Regions from separate parts of the Mus musculus genome. Here region 2 is linked to region 1. The links are chromatin contacts, called in public Hi-C maps. All regions are on one chromosome and are shown on one strand. The core of a region is the stretch at or near the end of the contact, and the rest is flanking DNA. Distances in the headings are between cores, read along the strand shown. Region 1 overlaps Zbtb17 (zinc finger and BTB domain containing 17). Region 2 has its middle 26 kb from the start of Fblim1.

The links. Hi-C and Micro-C count contacts between places; a contact is called where the count stands out from the background.
Region 2: a Hi-C map of bone marrow-derived macrophages shows a contact between it and region 1, with 35 read pairs. The contact joins two enhancer-like sites. A contact is called at or near these places in 4 of 39 promoter capture datasets (embryonic stem cells, erythroid cells, macrophages and 1 more), 2 of 15 datasets of contacts at CTCF or cohesin (embryonic stem cells and large pre-B cells), 15 of 484 Hi-C or Micro-C datasets (B cells, the C2C12 cell line, bone marrow-derived macrophages and 9 more), 31 of 115 datasets of contacts at active chromatin or transcription factors (the 230-238 cell line, the HPC-7 cell line, bone marrow-derived dendritic cells and 18 more) and 3 of 9 other capture datasets (adipose tissue, liver and pancreatic islet).

The regions. Positions count from the first base shown.
Region 1 is chr4:141,453,447-141,456,109 of GRCm38.p6, reverse strand. The region is part of intron 2 of Zbtb17 (zinc finger and BTB domain containing 17); the gene reads right to left. Among named protein-coding and RNA genes, the nearest start is that of Gm42337, 5.9 kb to the right of the region's middle. Within about 2 kb of position 1,294, at least 166 of the 459 cell types and tissues checked have an H3K27ac peak or open chromatin away from gene starts, as enhancers often do. A contact at or near this core is called in the C2C12 cell line, adipose tissue, bone marrow-derived macrophages and 6 more, where this site is marked.
Region 2 is chr4:141,572,468-141,575,130 of GRCm38.p6, reverse strand. No RefSeq gene overlaps it. Among named protein-coding and RNA genes, the nearest start is that of Fblim1, 26 kb to the left of the region's middle. Within about 2 kb of position 1,315, at least 154 of the 459 cell types and tissues checked have an H3K27ac peak or open chromatin away from gene starts, as enhancers often do. A contact at or near this core is called in the C2C12 cell line, adipose tissue, bone marrow-derived macrophages and 6 more, where this site is marked.

The sequences.
Region 1 (2,663 bases), core at 45-2,544:
GCCCTTTCTTTCAAAGTTTCGTGCATGGTAACCATTTTACCCATTAAGGTACACCCAAGATTCTTCTAAAGACACTTTTCTTTAAAAGCCTTGGGAGAACTGAAAACTGACTGGCAATACTCTGAAAGGGCCAGGCAGCAGCTGAAGGACAAGTCAGGGAGCAAGAAAGCCAGCAGCCACTGCAGAGAGGACCATAGATTTGGTGGTCTGCAAGCTGGCAGCCATGCTCCAGTTAAGAGAGGCCAGCCTAGTCTACAGACAGGTCTACAGGAACAGTCAGGGCTACACAGAGAGACTGTCTTGAGAAAACAAACAGCAGCTTATGTAGGAGCTGACGTAATTAGCTGTTGCCGCAGCAGTGGGCTGTGAAGGGGAGAAGCGGTTGGGGGAAGCAGAGGAGGGCACACAAGTTCTGTCATGAGAAGCTGGCATGGGGGCATATTCCCTGAGGAGAGGAGAAACAAGAGCCCATGGAAAATCACAACCTTGTCAGGCAACTGCAAGTACTAAAGGAGGGGACAGTGGATAAAACAAGAAGCAGGCCAGCATATGGCTAGGGGCTAAGGGCGCTTCTGTCAGCCTGGTGACCTGAGTTTCACCCCCCACAGTACACATGGCCCGACCGAACCAACCCCAGCCAATTATTCTCTGAACCCTACATGTACATTATAGCACACACACGGACACACATACATACATACGCACACACACACACACACACACACGCACACACACACGCACACAAACATATAAATGTATTTTTTAAAAAAGAAAAGAACGAGGGAAGAGTGTCAGGAAGCGAACGTGCAGGGACAGACTGGGCTGTGCCAGCCAAGTTGGGGCACGGCTTATCCTCCACAGGCCACGAACAGCCAGCAGACCAGAGCCTGCCAACTGATGGCTGCAGCTGCCTCGGTCGGCTGGCAGAGTGCTTCTGTAGCATGTGCAAAGCTCTGGGTTCAATCCCCAGCACTGTACAAACCCCAGTGTCAGGTCATTCCCAAAATCCTCACTACAGAGTCTGAGGCAAGCCTGGGCTGTCAGAGGCCCTGCCTTATAAATAAATAAAGCTGACATGACAAAGTTTTCAACAGAATGGCTGGAACCTGAAAAACTGTTAACAGCCCCCTGCTGACACTGGAAGAGCTTAGTCTCCGGCCCTCCACAGACCACCTCAGAACAGGGAAGCACCTCTCCCTTGAGGGGCTCGAGGCCCCTGCCTTGTTCAGCACGGTCCTGAGCACTTCGCTGCTGAGTCACAGTGTGACTGAATCATGCTCTGAGAGACACCCACATCCTGCAGGGCTCCAGAGAAGAAGAAAAAACAGTGAAGGCCCTCCTCTCAAAAGGAGCTCACGGGGACACTTGCCCAAAACCTTGCTGTCTTACCACTTAAAGAGGAAAACAGAGGAAGTTACAGAAGAAGGGGGTGGACTAGTCTGGGTATTTCCGCAGTCAGAGACCTTTTCTATCACAAAACCTTTAAGGTATTAAGGGTGTGTCCCGACACTCACCAGGGGTTGGTACCACAAGGCTGGTGTAGAAGACACCTGTAAAACCTGAGCACCAGAAGGCACAGGGCAGAGCAGTGACGTTAGTTCAAGGCCAGCCTGAGCTATCCTGGGAGGCTCTGTGTCAAAATTACAACAAAAAACATTTCCTACTTTCTGTAAGACCTGGTGACTAAAAATTTCTCAATAGAAAAAAAAAAAAAAAAAAGTACTTGAGAGGCAGAGGCAGGCAGATTTCTGAGTTCGAGGCCATCCTGGTCTACAAAGTGAGTTCCAGGACAGCCAAGGCTACACAGAGAAACCCTGTCTCAAATCACAAAGGATGCGATACTCCGTTAGATTCTGGGAGCAGAAATCCCTAAAGAAGATGTCCCCAGAGTAATGGACCCTCAGCATCAGGTACAGATGAAGCCCTGATATTGTGAAGAGCCTGCCATTGCTGGAGCCACAGCTCCTGGGCTTAGCTGCAGCTCAAGGCTTGTAATTAAACAGAGCTGGTCCTTGGGCAGCAGCATACACATCTCTAAACTCCATTCTTTTCTGTAAACCAGGGATAACAATGAAGGCTTCTACTTCATACAGCTGCTCTTGGGCTCTAGCATTATGATACTAAAATACATAAAGCCACGCTGGAGCAGTGACGGCCGGAGACCAGGGAGGAGCCCACTACCCAGGGGCTCACCTCTTCTACCAGATACAACATGAGGCCTCAGTGCTTGAGATTTAATGGGATGCCACCACCCCCTTTCTAAAAATCACATGACTTGCACAAGCAAAGAGGCTTCACTGAGAAAAGACACAGCATGGCCATCCCACAGAGAAAGGACACCAACTGTCACCTGTAGTCTATGATCTCATTTTCCTTTAGAGCTGAATGGTATTCCATCACACACACACACACACACACACACACACACACACACACACACACACACACACACACGAGCGAGTGCTACTGCTGTGACGGCCCAGCCAAGCTTGATGGCATGATGCTATTGATGAAGATCACACATGCTCTGGCTGCAGGACAGGAGAAGCCAAGCTGGACTGAGACAGAAGCCTCCTCCCTGCTGGCTAGCCCACCCTCGTGGAGTCAGAAGGTGCTCCTGGGGACTCCTGGGAGACTCCTGGGGAGAGCAGTCAGCCCTGGCT
Region 2 (2,663 bases), core at 66-2,565, 120 kb before region 1:
AGCAGGCCTGTGCATGCCAGAAGTACCGGAAGGAAGTGGAGGCAGGAGGAGCCAAAGTTTAAAGTTATCTTTGAGGACATAGTAAGTACCAGGTTGGCCTGAGGTACTTTGAGACCCCGTCTGGAACGGATATAAAGAGGTATAGGGTGTGTGGCACACACCTGTAATTCCAGAAATGGGGGGTCGGGGGCGCAGAGGACGGAGGATTGCTTAGAGTACAAGGCCACCCTGTAATACGCAGAGAGACCATGTCTCAAAAACAGACAAGCTGGGGCGGTGGTGGCCTACACCTTTAATCTCAGGGGAGGCAGAGGCAGGCAGACCTCTGTGAATTCGGGACCAACCTGGTCTACAGAGTAGATTCCAGGATAACCGCGGGTGCATTGTGAAACCCTGTCTCAAAAAACAAACAAGAAGGGCCTGCAAGATGGCTCAGTGGGCAAAAGCTCTTGCCACAACGCCTGACAGCCAGAGTTCAGAGTTCGATTCCCCAGCACTGCATAAATCAGGAGTGGAAGTGCCTGAGTGTGGTCTAGCACTAGGGAGAGGAGGCGGGAGGACCAGAACTTCACTCTCATTGTAGAAATCTCGAGGTCAGCCTGGAATGCATGAGACCAATGTTTCTCAACACCTAAACAAACAAATAAATAAATGGACAAAAACCTGAAGGTCATTTGTTTATATATTTTTAATTTGTTTTTATTTTATAGGTATGCCTGCAAGCATATCTGTGCACCTTGTGCTTTGAGAAACCAGAAGAGGATACCAGGGCACCTGGCACTAGAGTTACAGGACATTGTGAGCTACCAAGTGGGTGCTGGGAATCGAACCTGGGTCCTCTGGAAGAAGAGTCAGTGTTCTTAACCAGTGAGCCATCTCTCCAGCCCCACAAAGCCTTTTTCTTTGCATTTATTTATTTCTGTGGAGGAGTAACTGCATGCCACAGCTCAATTGTTCCTACATGTGTGTGTGTGTGTGTGTGTGTGTGTACAACCTGCAGTTCTCTCCTTCCGCCAATGAATTCTGGCAATCTTAAGACTTGGTGCCAACTGCCTTCACCTCTGATCCATCTCACTAACCGTATGTGTGTGTGTGCGTGTGTGTGCCTGTGCACATGCCTGTGTGTGTGTCTGTGTCTGTGAGCGTGCACGCACACACATGTGTGTGTTGCTGCAGCAGCTGGACATTACAAAACCATATTCTCAGCCCTGAGAAGGGAAGCATTTGATGTGTTCGGTCCTTGAAAGAGCTTAGCCCAGCCCTTGAACTTTAGAGTGTTTTGCAATGTCCTCTGCTCCCCAAGAAAAGGCCTGGCATCCGGTGTGTGTGAATCACACTTCTCAGAGGCTGGACTGTGGACTGAACCCTTTCATGACCTGCCTTGTGTGGAAAATGCCTGGGCCTTGGTCAAAAGCTATGAGCTGTCCACACAGCACATTCTTCTTGCTGGTGGCTGGATCCCAGCTTTTCCCCTTGTCTGGAAGCTGTTTTATAGCTCTGTAAAAGGCAGGTGGGTAAAAATCCTGTCCTGTCTCGGTAGGTTTCCCAACACCTTCCCCTTGTGGAGAAACTGATATCTGTTAGCACACAGATTTCTCCATAGCTGTTCTAAACTGTGCCGTGTGGCTGCTCTTGGAGCCGAGGACAACTCCCACCCAGCTTTTCCTTCCTTATATGGGGCCGGAACCTGTGTCTTCTGAGAGTCTGGGGTCTACCAATGAGCTAGCCTGGAAAATTTTCACTTAATACTTCCTTTACCAGGTGATTTTTTTGGAAGGCTTCATCAGGGGGACCCCCTAAAGGAAGTAGGGTAACAGTTAGGAAGCAGCTGCCTCGGGGCAGCCTGGGAAAGAGCGTTGAGCTGACAGAGAAGGGGGAAGGAACTGAGGAAGGGACAGTAGGAGGGACAAGGTGAGTTCTGGTTGGCTGCTCCTCTTGTTCTGAGAAAACCTGTGAGTTTTGAGTGGAGGGTGGGGAATAACTGACAGTCTCTACATTCCTGTTTTGGGTGAGGCTGGAAGGTCAGGAGAAAGGCAGCCCTGTTTCACCAGGGTTAAGACTCAGGGTCTGGCAAGTTCTTAGTCAGGATACGTGAAGTCCTACCCACAGGAACAGGCCCCATTTGGGGGGGCACAAGCCACATTTGGGGGGCACTGAATCTTGGCCTCCCGAAGGGGACATCCAAACCTGTCCTTTGCACAAGGAGGCCAGGGCTCCAGGTGACACCACTAGACAATTCATCCACTGTGGCCTCACACCAGTGGGTCCTCCCGTGTCTGCTGCTCATCGATTTTGTTGTGAAAGGGTCTCATGTAGCCCAGGCTGGCCTCCAACTCCAGCTGTGGAGACCCGGGTGACATTGAACCCCTGATCCTCCTGGGTGCTGGGATTGCAGGTCTGTGCTACTGTGTCCAGCTTTCCCATCCTGGGCTGACTCCTGCTATAGGCAGGGCAGTGCTGGGTAGGTAGAAGCAAGTGGAAGCGTGGACTAGGGTCTGTTCCACTGATACCCTGAAAACGGAGGCAGGAGAAAGAGCCATGCATGGAATTTGAGAGAAACAGCAGGGCAAAGAGTCTACCTTGCAGAGGGTGTTCAGGACACAGGTCCAGGGGAGTGGGTGGTGACAAGACAGACAATCCCAACAAATCCCAAAGGTGGCAAG